Linked DNA regions of Rattus norvegicus: region 2 is linked to region 1. Evidence: chromatin contacts called from public Hi-C data. All regions are on one chromosome and are shown on one strand. The core of a region is the stretch at or near the end of the contact, and the rest is flanking DNA. Distances in the headings are between cores, read along the strand shown.

Evidence for each region. A called contact is a pair of places that touch in the nucleus more often than the background predicts.
Region 2: a Hi-C map of Schwann cells shows a contact between it and region 1, with 7 times the contacts expected there. The contact joins two enhancer-like sites. A contact is called at or near these places in 7 of 12 Hi-C or Micro-C datasets (the Rat2 cell line, Schwann cells, kidney and 3 more).

Annotation. Positions count from the first base shown.
Region 1 is chr2:166,663,530-166,670,775 of GRCr8, forward strand. It overlaps a transcript of Rapgef2 not described here. Among named protein-coding and RNA genes, the nearest start is that of Rapgef2, 47 kb to the left of the region's middle. Within about 2 kb of position 4,447, at least 8 of the 93 cell types and tissues checked have an H3K27ac peak or open chromatin away from gene starts, as enhancers often do. A contact at or near this core is called in Schwann cells, where this site is marked.
Region 2 is chr2:166,909,311-166,916,556 of GRCr8, forward strand. All of the region lies in intron 14 of Fnip2 (folliculin interacting protein 2), which reads right to left. Among named protein-coding and RNA genes, the nearest start is that of Fnip2, 93 kb to the right of the region's middle. Within about 2 kb of position 4,376, at least 13 of the 93 cell types and tissues checked have an H3K27ac peak or open chromatin away from gene starts, as enhancers often do. A contact at or near this core is called in Schwann cells, where this site is marked.

The sequences.
Region 1 (7,246 bases), core at 3,197-5,696:
ACAAAGAAGAATGGAATATAGGCTCTGACATGAGAGAATGTGTTGGCACTTGTTACTGAGAAGGGAGTTACAGACCTACTGTTTCACACTTCTAATGCCTGGCAGTATTTTTTGAAGCAGAATTTCCTTCTAAATTAAACACCACACATAATCACCATGTTTGTGGGGGTTACTTCTAAATAAATGCCACTCAAGCAATAATACATGGTCATAAAATTTTGTTTGTTTAATGTACTTGGGGGGTGTTGTTTCTTTGTTTCAGATATTTTTTGTTTTCGTTTTGTTTTGTCGTGTCTCATGTGTGACTGCTGTATTTTATGTGCATGGGTATTTTCCTTGCATGTGTTTATGTATACCACAATCTTGCAATATCCATGGAGGCCATAAGGAGGTGATGACTACCCTAGAATTCCAGTTGCAAATGTCTGTGAGCCACAGGAGGTGCTGGGTATTGAACTTGGTCCTCCGCAAGAATAAAAAGTGCTCTTAACTGCTGAGCCAGCTCACCAGCTGTTTCTTGTATTTTTATAGATTTAAATAGACGGCAAACTTTTGTTGTTTTTCAAGACAGGGTGTCTCCACGTAGTCCTGGCTGTCCTGGAACTTGCTCTGTAGACTAAGCTGGCCTCAAACTCAAGAGATCTGCCTGCCTCTGTTTCCTGAGTGCTGAGTTTAAAGATGTTCAGCACCACAACCCAGCTCTCCTATTACTCTTAAGTAAGCTATCTCAAAAGCAATGGTTTAAATGGTCTACGCTCAAGAAGCTTATTGTAGTATGACAGAGTCAGTCTACGTTGTTCTCCTACCTGAAAGCCGATGTGTTGTCTAGCTTGAACTAGATACCTTAACAAGTACTTTCTATATGAACATTAGTGCCTCCCCAGCTGCCAACTAACAAGCAATGTGTCACTGAACCTTAAGAACACAGTTTGGTTTTCATCAGAAAACCTCTGCTCTTAGAAGGGAGGGAGGGAGGAGGGAGGGAGAAAGGAAGGGAGAGAGGGAGGGGGAGGGAAGAAAGATAGAAGGATGGATAGACAGATAGATAAAACATGGCTACAGGTAGCTACAGAATACAAACCTAAGGAAGGAAGGAACAAGCTGCATTTGGGGTTTTCTCAAGCACTCCTAAGTGACTAAGGACACAGTGACTAAGGACTGTAACTGAGATAACCAGAAGGCAAGAGTGGGACCCTTTTTTCAAAGTCTGCAACATCCCAAAGTAAAACATTATCCAAGATACACACGGAAAGTATTTGTGGCTTCTAAAGTTCATTTTCTCAATGTAGAGTCAGCAAGTGAAGTTAACAAACTTCATAGAAAGCAAATGCAGAGGCACTAATCATAATCACCTAAAGCATTCCAGTTCCCACTTTCTCAGGAAACTGATGGGCCAGCTGAGACATTCCCACCCTCCCCAACTGTGCTTTCGAAGACAGAATCCACAGGAACATTAATTACTATGGACACAAGACCCTTTTGAAAATGTAAGCTACTTTCCCTAAAATTCTCTGGACTCTGAGCATAAACAGGAACACGTTTCTGTAAGCAGGAAGCAAACTTTTTTTAGAACAATAACCTTTCCTTCTACCCTAGGAAGGACATCCGGCTCTCGACAATAGATGCCATTTCAAAGGAGATTAAACTTATAAAAGCACTGGGACCAAGAAGACAATGAGATTGACGGGCCAATTGGAATTAGTTTTCCCATGACAAATAAAGTCTCCTTTTTAAAAACAAAGGCGTCCCTAAATACTTTCTTCAATGGCTGCAAGCACAGGGGATCCCCACAGGGAAGAAGACAGAAACAACAGCCTCCACACCCAGAGGTCTGTACTCCTCTCCCCGGACGCATTCTCAACATAAAGGGACAGCACAGCAAATATACAGTTCACTTAACGCTAGCCTTCAATGTCTTGTGTTTGCTAGCACCAGGACTACAACAGCAGCAAACAGCACATTTTAATACGACCTTTGGCACACTAAGGAAAAGAACTCCCCCACCTCCTGCCTATCAGGGACTGCTGTGCATTTGTAATCTCCAGGGTTACAAAAGAAAGGAGCCGGTGATGATTAAAATGGATTACATTGTTAGCAAAAAGAGTTTCCTTTTAAAAGGTTTTGATGTGTATGTAAACACCTTACTTGTGTGCCTTAGCATATTTAGAAATACGCGGGCTCCTCTAGGCACTAACTCAAGAGAATGAAGACCCAAGATGCTGTGACAATGGGCAAACCTGTGACAATCTAGAGCCAGGTGAGCCAAGTCTGTGGACTTGAGCATAAGGAGGGGAGAGAGACAAGCACTTGCTCAGACAGTGGTCACAGGCCAGGAATTGCACAAATGGCAACATATTCTCCCCTGGGGGTCCTTCAGACATAAATGTAACTTATCCTTCTGAGCAAATGCTCACAAGCAGTTATTGTGAGAGCTATGTCTCCAACGTTATTCATGAGGAGTCTAAAAGCTACGTTTTCAGGGCTCAGGCTCCTGTCCACAGCCAAATGGGATGAGAAGGCAGTGCTGCAAAGTGCCTGTGTCTCCAAGATGACGGCTCAGTTTGTAAGTTTTATTTACAAGATCCCTAGTATCTCCACACTAAACATAGGCAACGGCTTTCTAAGGATGAAGGAAGAGAAAGAATATAGTCCGTGGGGCAGAATCAAACCCCACCTCTCCTTCCCCAGCTGTATCTGACCTGGAATGTGACTGAGATCATATTTGTGAAACACAGTAATGAAAGCACAGTGCAGGCTGTGTGGCCCCAATTGTACATAGGGCACACACCATGCCAAAAAAAAGTAATGGTTGTTGTAGGAAATCAGAATGACTACACTCCTGGTGTAAAATCTAAAGTGTTCCTGAAACATTTACATACATCAGAATTTTCACAATATTTAATCTGCACCTCTACACCCAAAAGTCAAATGAAATATTTATAAGCCTACAAAGGGCCCCAACAGTTTCTCTGCTTTTTGTTCTGCCTTGTTGCTTTTTGTTGGAGACAGGATATCACTGTGAGGCCCTACCTGTCCTAGAACTCATTCTGTAGAACAAGGCTGGCCATGAAGTCACAGGGATCCACTGCCTCTGCCTCTTGAGTGTACTGGGATTAAAGTGGGCACCACCACACCCGACTTAGAATTTTCTGCTTTTTAAATTCTAGCTTTTAACTACCATTGTCATCGTCATATAATTTTGGTGTTCAGGGCCCCATACCTAAGCATGTAACTCTACCTCTGAGCTAAATCCAGATTTTTATTATCAGCCTCAAAGTGAAATGTGACCAACTTACAATTTATCATCTGCAATCTCTCTAGCTCCAAATGACTTGGTTAGAAAGAGAAGAAGAAAGAAATTCTTAATTTTTTTCAAAGCAGCCAGCTAATTTTTCCTCTGATATAAACCAACTAGGAACATGTTTAAGGCTGGCACAGCGAAACAGCACACTGCAAGATTTCCTCTCTGGCAACTCAAGAGTGTCGTATAACACACACACACAAAAAAAAAAAAAAAAAAAAAATGAAATTTGCTTCTGCAGCTTAGCATTCAGGATCCCTGGGTCCCATCTCTGGCAACAAAATACACACTTGCAAATTCTTCTTAGAACCCTACATGAAAGCCACTAACTTGAACCACAGACTTTTACACACCACACACACACACACAGACATGCATGCAAAAATATTTACATTTTAGTCTTTTGAATGTTTAAGGTGTAAGTCTCAAGCTGCACTACAGACGCTGAAACTCTCTCTCTCTGAAGATCCAGACTTCTCTACTACCATTCTTGGATATTTTTTCATCTGAAGGTGGCAACTGAAATTCAGGGTGGTATGTGGTTTCTTCTAAAACTCCCTTCTAGGAATAACAGTTTTAAGACACCACTGAAGAAACTGTATTGCCCTGCATAATTCAATCCACAGAGCAGAGTGGCTCCACAGATGAACACCCTTGTGGGCAGTATTTCCCAAGGCGTGTCCCACAGAAGCTAGTGCAATACTGTACACATGATGTCTCAGAGGTCCACAGAGCACACTGGCGTCATACAGGAAGAGTCCAGAGACTTCACCACAGCGAGGGAGCAACCAGATGTCTGAATTGGGTGAGGGCGCCTACCCCCGGCAGGGCACGTCTGCACCTTCCCAGTTTATCAGTCAGGTCGCCCGCCCACACTGCGTTCCCCATTCAGGTAAAAGACCGACCATCTCTTCATCTTTTCCTTTCCTCTCTATGACCAGGGAGGGGCCTGCTAAAGTCTGTGAAGCACATGCTTCTTCCAAGTGGACAGTGAGCAAGGGGGTAAGGGGGAACAAAGGAAGAAGACAGGGCCGTCTCTGCTGAGGTGCCATGTGCTTCCTCTAGCACTCTGGAGACTGGTGGGGAGAAGTCGGGAAATGGGCCTTCAGCATCTTCAGGGCTTTGGGAAAGGCCTTGTAATGGGCTGAGACAATCCTTAGGATGGCCACAAGGTGGCAGAATGGATCAACAGAGAATGGATCAATAGCCCTTTCTTGGTACTCAAAACAGAAACACACACACACACACACACACACACACACACACACACACACACAAAACTTGGTCACAAATTCAGGTCTTTGAGGATCACGAAGAGAACAATGGTTCCATTGTCAAGCCTCTGCTGGGGGGCACTTCCACTGGCCCCCTGTGTCGAATTCCTAGCACCCCTGCTGGGTGATAAAAGGATTAAAGTATTTTAACCAACCTCTCTACCAGCAGGGGCTAATATAGCCCGAGCAATTAGAACAAAAGCCTAGGTCACTACACCAGAGGAGTTTCTTGCCACCCAGTCGCTCACACCCTAAGGACATGACAGCACACTTGAAATTAAAAGTTAGGAATGCAGACCATGGGACATATGATGTTCAATAAAATTCTTAAATATTTATTTTAACCTAAATCATGTGAAAGCAAAATACTGTTTTTCCAAAGTTACTAATTAACACCCAAAAGAAAAGCAATCCTCTGGGGTGGTGATTTCATTAAATCCAAGTGGAAGCCAGGGAGGTGTGGTAACTGTGGCACCTATCTGAGGCCACCTACCCTGAGGGCCTGTTGTGTGTCAAGGCTTATCTCAAACCTTGAATTTTTATGACAGGTGGGTGAAGAGCAATGTGCAGGTCGCTCTGTGGTTAAAAATTCCTTGGATATTTTCCACAAGAAAAAAGCAACCTTGACTTTTTTTTTAAATAGAGGTTGTCAAAGTATGCAAGGGTAAGGAGATGCTCACATGGGTATGCTCCATGCAAACCTGACTACCTGAGTTCAATTCCCAAGACCGCCCTAGAAATGGTGGGAAGCCCTACTCCACAAGGTTCTCTCCACAAGCATGACCCACTCAGAGAATAATAATACAGCGTTTTTAAAGTAATCGTAAAGTAATGACTACCTCCTTACCACAGAAAATACAAACAGGGCCTCCAGATTACAAGGAAATTCACCCTTGTCCCATTGGACTTGAACCTGGTGTTAGGGACCTGAGACCAGCCCTGTGTCCATCGAGAGAGAGGAGGCAGAGATAATGAGACTCAGGAAGTCTCCCTTCTCCAAGGCTGATCGCTCGCTGAAGAAAAAGCAAGCTCTAAGTGAGGCAGCTGTAGCAGAAGCCACCGGCAGGCAGTTTTGTTTATAAGTGTGCATTGTTGTGTGGGTAGGGAAAATCATGTAAGCAAGTTATCCTCACTTCTGAAGACTACAATTTCTCTTCAGAAAAAAAAAATTTACATTTTACCAAAAAAATCCATCCTGTGGACCAATAGGTGCTCGAGTCAATGGCTGCGTGTAAGAGTCTGTGATTACTGCTTCCAGCAGCAGCCACGGCTTCCCCCAACCTCAGTGGAGAAGCAAGCTTCACATCCGATACCTCACTTCAAGGTATTTTAATGTGAATTCGAACTTAAATGTCATGAGAATAAATTAACAGAACTGAAAGTCTATCTGCATTCAACTGTGCTCTCCATCATTAAGTTATCATTGGTTGATGAACAATGATATTTTCGGTTGACATTTAAACATCTGAATAAGTACAACCTCCAAAAAGGTCAATCGGCCTATGTATACATAGATACACACATGCACACACACACACTCACTCCAGTGACTCCTGGTCAATCCTTAATTCTTAACAGTCAACCAGACAACAACCTCCACTCAACAATTAAAACCCTTGGCTGCTACACTCGCAGTCTGGTCTGGCGCTCATTACATCTGGAAGACCTCTCTGGGTTCAAACGGGCTAAAGGGGTCAAACATCGTGCCGCTGAATTTCTAGCTCTCCCAAGAACTGGGTTCTTACGTCACCCATAGGATGCCTATGGTTTCTAACAGTCAGTCACCTAGCTCCATAGGGTTAATCAGCAGCCCTAGGTGGCAAGCAGAGAGGGGTCTTCAGAAAAGGGAAAGCAGGGCAGGCCACTGTAGACAAGCACAGCTCTTAGCAAATAAATGCACACACTCTCTGAAGGAAGCAGACTTTAAATATAGAAATCTTCGTTGCTGCCATTTTTCTAGGACAAAAGACAAAAATAATTCAACATCTGTTTTTCCCATCTTGCATGATTTGCAAGGTCTCAAGTACCAATAGTATTACTTATTCCCAAACATTTCATTTCTCAAGCGGATCTCAGAAAGAGGCTATGGATGACAGAAACATTAGATACTGTTCAGGCTCTCAGAAAGTGAGCAGCAATGAAGGAGGCAGCTTACACACACACACACACACACACACACACACAGAGAGAGAGAGAGAGAGAGAGAGAGAGAGAGAGAGAGATTGCCATTGCCATTTACAGAGGTGAGGGCACTTAGGGCAGGGGCAGCAGGTGAACATGGGGACCCACTTGATTTTGGAGAATTGGAGACTTTCAAAATAATGATTTTTTTCTACCCAAGTACTCCACTGTAATAACAGGTGAGTCGGTTTCTGAAGAATCCCTCCTTCACAGTCATGCCTTTGAAATCTCCTTTGAAGCACAAGCCAAACGTTTATCCATAGTCCTGGGAACCACTGCTGTACCTCTCCAGAGGATGCAGTGTGCATGTTAACAATGTACATCTGTGCCAGCGCCTCTTACATGACAGATCTCATCCCACTCATAACTATATCCTATTTCCTAAACCCCCCTCCACCTCTGAAGGTGACCATTACCAAGATTCTCCAGAAGTCAGGAGAGAGCAGAGAGTCCTTGGAGCGGTGAGTCTCATCTTAGGAAGGCATTCATT
Region 2 (7,246 bases), core at 3,126-5,625, 250 kb after region 1:
GTCTGGGGAGGAAAAGAGAATGTAGGAGAAAGGAACTTGTCTTTCGGACTGTGGGAGCCGGGTGGACACAATGTAGGAAGTCGGAGGTTGTTAGTTCAAGTGGCAGATCCACTGGAAGATTTCTAACGTAGAATAATTGGGGAAATTAGGATGCTAGGTTCTGTGCCCAGTGATTGTGCTATCTGTGAGTGTCAAACTAAACAAACAAACTAACTAACTAACTAACTAGCAAGCTGCACACATACAGATGGTGGAGTCCCAGCATCCTGCTCTCCCTTCACAGCATGGGTTTGTTGTTAGGTACACAGACTCACAAGAGAAGAACGTTCAGCACTTTCAGAAGAGTGCCTTCAAACACTACAAGAATTATACACTCTTAGAATAAAGACTTCACACTCAGTTTCCCTAGTGTTCCTGTAGAGTTAGCCATGTACATCCACCTCAAAGAATCACTTAGAACCTGCTTACTTATTTGCTGGAAAACAAGAATCTTCTAAAGGAAAAGGAAATGATTCTCAAGAATCAGGAAAGGTGAACCAGGAGGGGGATGGGGACTGGACTTATAGTTTATTAAATTAAAATTTTAAAAAAGAGCCAGGAAAAAGCAGCTGGGAAATGATAAAAACATCAAGAGATCCCACTGGTTGTACAGTGAGGGAGCTCAACTTCTACAGGGTCAGAGAGATGACACGAGTTCTATTGATTCTATTGACTGTTGATAGCCCTTTCGATAGAAGCAGGCCCACTGGAGAGGAGTCAGCTTCAATGCATTATGACTGGCCTATAAGTCAACTGCTGAGCTTATAGGCTTGGAAGAAGTTTAAAACCCATGTTCTGGGTTGCTCCAGCAATACAAACCACACACATCCTATGCCCTAGAGCTTCATTAACTAGTGTTTTTGAGATATGCCCTCAGTATGCGGGCCTTAGTGGCCTCAGGATTCACTATGGGACCAGTGAGGGCTTTCAACTTTGATCTGCTTGCTTCAGCCCCTTTAGCACTAGCATTACAGTAAATTCCTCCACTTCATTTTTGTCATGGTGTTTTACCACAGCAATAGAAACGCTAACAAAGACAGCACCATACCCTGCCTGGTCCTTACCTAACAAGCCTCTTCTGGGAAGGTTCTATAATTAAAGCACGTGTAGCACCACACTGTACAAAGGAAAACTGAATTATATTAATTTTTTTTATTTGCTACACAGTCAAAGACTAGTCTGGGACTCATACACTAGTCTCAAACTTGCGTGCCTCAATGCCCAGAATTATGTTTCTTTTTAACATCAACCTTTTCTTATTAGCTATACCTTAATGGCAGAGTTTACTAAACAGATCTGGGGTGTGCTGAGACAATTTCATGTAGTTCAAACTGGACTTGGACTTGCTATGTAGGTAAAGATGACCCTAAAATCCCAGTCTTCCTGCTTTGACCTTTCAAGTACTGGCTCATGTGGAATTTTTTAAGGTCACATCTTATCACATACATACATACATACATACATACATACATACATACATACATACATACATACATAAAACCATACAAACTCAGGTGTGTAATAACACAAACTGGTGGACAGAAATTTCCTTAGAATTAGAACATTCCTTCCTAGAAGGAGGAATGACGCTTATTAAGATTCAGGAAATGACACTTACAAGGTTCAGAAAGGCAATGCAATACGCCCCAAGGAGCTCTTACTGCTTAAGGATTCTTGAGATCCCTCCCTGAAGCTGTACAAGCAACTGCTGGGGATAGAAGACCGTCCAGCCGAGCTTGCGTCCTGCACAATTACATGGTTATCAGTTCTGTAGGACACCGTCGAGTTATTTGGTATATTGGGGATGGTGGACAAGCGTAGCTTTTGGGAACTGCCAAGACCTAGGTGTATAACCTAAAAGTCCAACAATAACGTCCTCATACACGCTGGCAGGGAGAATGCCATCTCCATGTCACTGGTGCACCGAGTCACTGGAATCCTCCTACTTGAGGCTCTGAGTAAGAGATAAGCCTGTCGTATATAAAAGGCACTCCAGTGATTTCCAACAGATAAAGTAAGTCTGCCACTGCATGACTCTCCTCTCCAGCCTACTTCCTTCAACCATGGAGAGCCAAGCCAGTCAGGAAACCCAAGAGGCCACCACCAGACTGCTAGTGCATATGAAGACTCAGAAGAAACAATTACACTTCACATCCCATCTGTACATTTGTTTAGCAGAATTTCTCTCTTGGAAACAGGCTTAGTGTTAGTCACTTAAGAATGAAGAGTTGTCACATGATAAGAGACAAGAGCCTGTACGATGGTGCCTGGCTGTATTCCCAACACTTAGTAGATCAGACAAGAACAGCTCACATTCATGGTCAGCCTGGGCTACAAAGCAAGATCCTATCTCAAATTAAGAGGAAGGGGGCAGCAAGTGCAGCAGTCACTCTGAGCTATGGGGAGGTGGAGGCCTCTGAGAACCACAAGACACCACGACCAATATGGGCACAGGGCAGGAACGGGGCACTCCGAACAGCACAATGAGCAGGAGGGGTGAAAAGCCTGGCCTCTGTGTGCTGTGATTGTGGCTGCAGTCACTGTGCTTCCTGGGATGACGCCCACATTCAGCCTGTGACCACCAGCTCAACAGCCAGGCTGAGATCAGATTCAGTTTGAAGGTGCAACAAGGTGTACAAGGTCACAGAGTCCCAGAACCAAGTCCCATGACGGAGTGTGTGGCTTCAATGCCAGAGAAGGTTTGCAGCTTTTTGTGGAGGTTGGCATAATGTCTAAGTATCTCATACAGAAAAGAAAATGGGAAAATGAAAGTAGACATGTGCTCAACTCTGAAACAGTGTGCAGAAAAGACAGAAAGTCCAAAGGACCTTAGTACAGAAAATAAATACAGGGAACTGTAGAGATGGCCCAGGTTAAGCCAGTCCTACAGATCCAAAGCTTTATGTCACAGGGCAACAACAGGGTATCTGAGAGGGGCCCCAGTGAGGATGTAGTACTGACAGAGAACCAGAAGTCAGAAGCCTGAATATTGCAAGTAAAGAAGTGTGGACAAAAGGGTAGACCATGAGACACACTGTCATACACTGCAGCTTCTACAACAAGATCCCCCCCCCCTTTTCCTTTTCTTTTGTGGAGAGGTTGCAAGGATGGGTGATGGGTATGAAGGGATGGGAGATGAGTGGGATTGGAATGCATTGATGTGAAATCAAGAAGAGTCAATAAAAAACACACAAAATAAAACAAAATCAAGGGGGCTGGGGATTTAGCTCAGTGGTAGAGCACTTACCTAGGAAGCGCAAGGCCCTGGGTTCGGTCCCCACCTCCGAAAAAAAGAACCAAAAAAAAAAAAAAAAAAAATCAAACACTCTTCTGAAGAACCTGGGGTTCAGTTCCCAGCACCCACATGACAACTCACAGAGCCATCTGTAACTCCAGTTCCTCCTCTGGCCTTTGCAGGCAAAACTCCTATACCCATAAAAGTAAATAAATGTAAAAGAATATGAAATGAACCCAAAGAGCGACAGGCGTCATGTCAAATACACCACTCTTCCTCTTCATGACTCTGAAGGAAGATTATGCACATATCTCTTTGCCCCAGAAAAAGGCAAATTCCCATCAGTATTTCAAGTCTAATATGAAACCTACAATGCTCTAAACTCAGTTTTATGAAGTTACTTAAAAAGAACAAGCACTTTTCATGCACCAGGCACCAGGTGACACACTAAGAATACAAAGAAATACATAAGCCTCTGTTTCTGTTCGCAGTAAGTGCAGGCCTATGGGAGGGAGTGACACATGTTTGTAGATGCGTGGACATGTATGCATACTGATGTATATGTATGAAGGCATGTACATATATACTCACACACAATGCAAAGATCTCACTAAATAATATCCCTGATCATTTGTAAGGATTTCCGTCCTCTTTATGACTAAAAGGTGATCCTCAAAATCCAGTTATAGGTAAAATATGTATTTTAAGAGTTAGAGGTAACAGGTCAGTGGGAAGGAGGGAAGAAGGGGGACTGGCAAGTGAGATGGGCATGATGACAAATGCCTATAATCCCAGAACTCTACACAGCTAACAGGAAACTAACAGGAGGATTGCGAGTTCCAAGGCCCACCCGGGCTACGTGGTAAGATGATGTCTGAAAAAGCAAACAGTAACATAACTCATTTCATTTAAAAGCCCTCGAAACACATCTCCCAATCCCAGGTGGGGTTGCATTCAGAGCTCCAGCTGCACAAGGCAGAGCTGCAGGCCCCGAGTTACTAATGTAACCTAGAGAAACGAAAACAGCCAGGGTGTTGTAAACAAGGGACTCATCCAAAATGGTTTCCTCTCTAGCCTGTTGATCTGACCCGAGGCATTTAATACTATGTGCTACTTAAGTAATGGTTTCTTGTCTGATGGGACAGGCTGTTCTTTTGTAGTCTGGCTGGTTGGTTGCCCACATGAATTAATTAGTATTCATGAGTGCGTATCACAGCCAGGCTTTCAGCAAACCTCCTTATCTGTGCTACTGACTCCTATGTGATATTTCTGGAGTCAATCTGCTGCTGCTGCTGCTGCTGCTGCTGCTCTTAAAATTAAATGGAACAGGCTGCTATAGTCAACTGTTATTTATAGATTGGTCTGAAAAATGCCCGAAGCCTAGATCACTGTTATGATGCCAACTGTAGCCCCGATGACCTTACCTAATGTAAGAGAAGCCAGTCGGCTCCTTGTTACATGACAAAGGGCAAACTTCTGCTCAGGCTCAACTCAGCCACCTCCAGCAGTGCTCTCAGTGTCTAACACCCACAACCAAAGAAGTGCTGAGGACACTTGCACATCTTTCTAAACTCTGAAGTAATTCTGTTTCAACTAACACAGTGTTGTCTACCTGTTAATAACATGTCACACTACTTTACCATTTATAAGGATTTTCCACACTTCCTGTTTAAATAGTTAACAGTTACTGAGAGCTTAGTAGTGCATACCAGGCACTGGAATCAACACCTGATGTGGATTATGGAAATTTTCAAACTCAAATGAAATCAGTACACTTTATTTTATAGGATGAACACTTCCCCCAACGGCCACAAAGCCAATAGGAGCTGAGCTATGATTCAGACCTAGGTTGCCTCTTTGGAGGTCCAACTTCTCGAATGTAGGGCAGAGATCAAACTCAAGTGTTCTATGCACACATCCATCCTGTTTTTCAAGACATGTTCTCTCATGAGGACCTCAATGAGGAGGCTGGGCGTGGCCAGCAGTGAGCTACAGGGATCATTCCACCTCTGCCTCCCCAGTGCTGGATTATAAATGCATGGCACCACACCCAGGATTTTAGGCATGGGTCCTGGAGATCAAACATGTCTTTATGCTTATTGGGCAAGCACTTTCCTACTGAGCTTTCTCCCCAACATGGAAAGCAAACTCTTACTCACTGCATCCTAGTCTCCCTGTTCTTGTGTCCTCTAAAAATCATCCTTAGGTTTAAGTGATGTTAGCTGACTAGTTGGAAGTCTCGGTGAGTAGTGACACCAGGACTCAGAGCCAAGCTACCTGGCACTGGTCTGTCACCCTCCTCTGCCTTCACTTTGGTCACCAACACTGCCTAGTTGGCTGCACTCATTGGCAGGCACGCGGGACACAGAAGACAGACGAGGCTGCCTGGGGGGGGGGGGGGTCACAAGATGAGTGTTGCTGGCTCATGCATGTGTCCCCTCTCATTCAGTGAACAGGAAGGTGAAGGAAAGGATACGTTTAATTGATAGGGAAAGTTACCATGGACTGTTACAGAGGCTGGGTAACTTGTATTAGGAGGAAAGAGTTCAAATATCAGACTGAAAAATAGCACGGGTTAAACACCGCGAGAAAACCTGAGTCCTAGTGTTTGAGAAAGGCAATGAAAGCCATGAAAGTAAACGGCAAAAGATATCTTTTGTAAGAGTCTAGGATAACAAAAAGAATAAAAAGATACTCTTGATGTTGAATGTTCTAGAAAGAAATTTCCTTGTGCTCCAAAGAAAGCTAGTCTGTTGTGGCTATATAATGCACATTTATAAAGCCAGATTTTATAATCTAAACCATGCATGAGTCTAAGAAAAAACAATCAAGAACTTACCAGAGTTGCTTTTACCAAGTTATTCAAAATCCTTCTTTAAAAGGAATCACAAGCCCCAAAGCCTGACACGAGACTGGAATTATTTATACTCCCAAATCAGGTTGTGAAAGCAAGTGGTGCACAGGATTCCCCCACTTCTCCCCCATAAGTTCTCAGTGTGCACAGGGTACACATAGCCCTTATCTCTGCTTCTTTTCCTGACGATGTGCTCGGCTCAGAAAAGTCACTGTCCCTTACGAATGGTTAATTCACCAATGTTTTAAAAATACATCTATTTCCCAAGTACTTGTAAATGGAAGTTAAGTGCCTTTTAAAGTAAAAACAGAACAACATTGTTACAGACCAGAGTGTGAATCAGAGAGGCAGTCTACGTGAAACTCCATTTCAAAATCAAAACTCAGGACCACTATGATGGTGCCCACCTATAATTCCAGGGTTTGGGAGGCAGATGCTGGTGGACTGCTTAGAGCTTGAGGCTACACAGTGAGAGTTCATTTCAAACAAACAAACAAACAAACAAACAAATGCAAAACTCATGATGATGAGTGTTAAATGAAATTGGAAATCCACTAACTGGACATATTATGAAATTATTAAAACTTGAAGATTTTTTTATGAGCAATCCACAATTTTCTATATAACAGTATGCACATGACTGCATTTTGTAAGCACTCACATCACACGAAATAAATTAGTATGCCTAATAAAATTTAACCTCTCAAGATGACTATATAGTTTAAAGATATGAGAGCTCCTCCAGTGTAAAAATACTGTTTTTAAAAGGGAGAAAATGAAAACGGAAAAGCTCTAAGAGGAATGATAATGTAGATATGGCCATTTCCTCAAATAAAAGAATTACAGAGGTAGATGGTAACAGTGAAAATCAAATATTCAGAAATTAGAAATTGAGTTGTGTCACAGATAAGGTGGAAGTGGTTATCAACCAGGAAATTGCTTTTCCATGGTGGTTAGGAAGTGAATCTGGGCACTTTGGGGAAAATGTGCAGCAGCTCATGAGCTCAGTGTCACTGAGGACAACCGCTAGCTCCTACAGCCTAATTGAGCCTCTGTTAGGAGCAGAACTGTGGCTTGGTGGAGAAAAGGTGAAAGGAACAAAACCAACATCCTTCGGA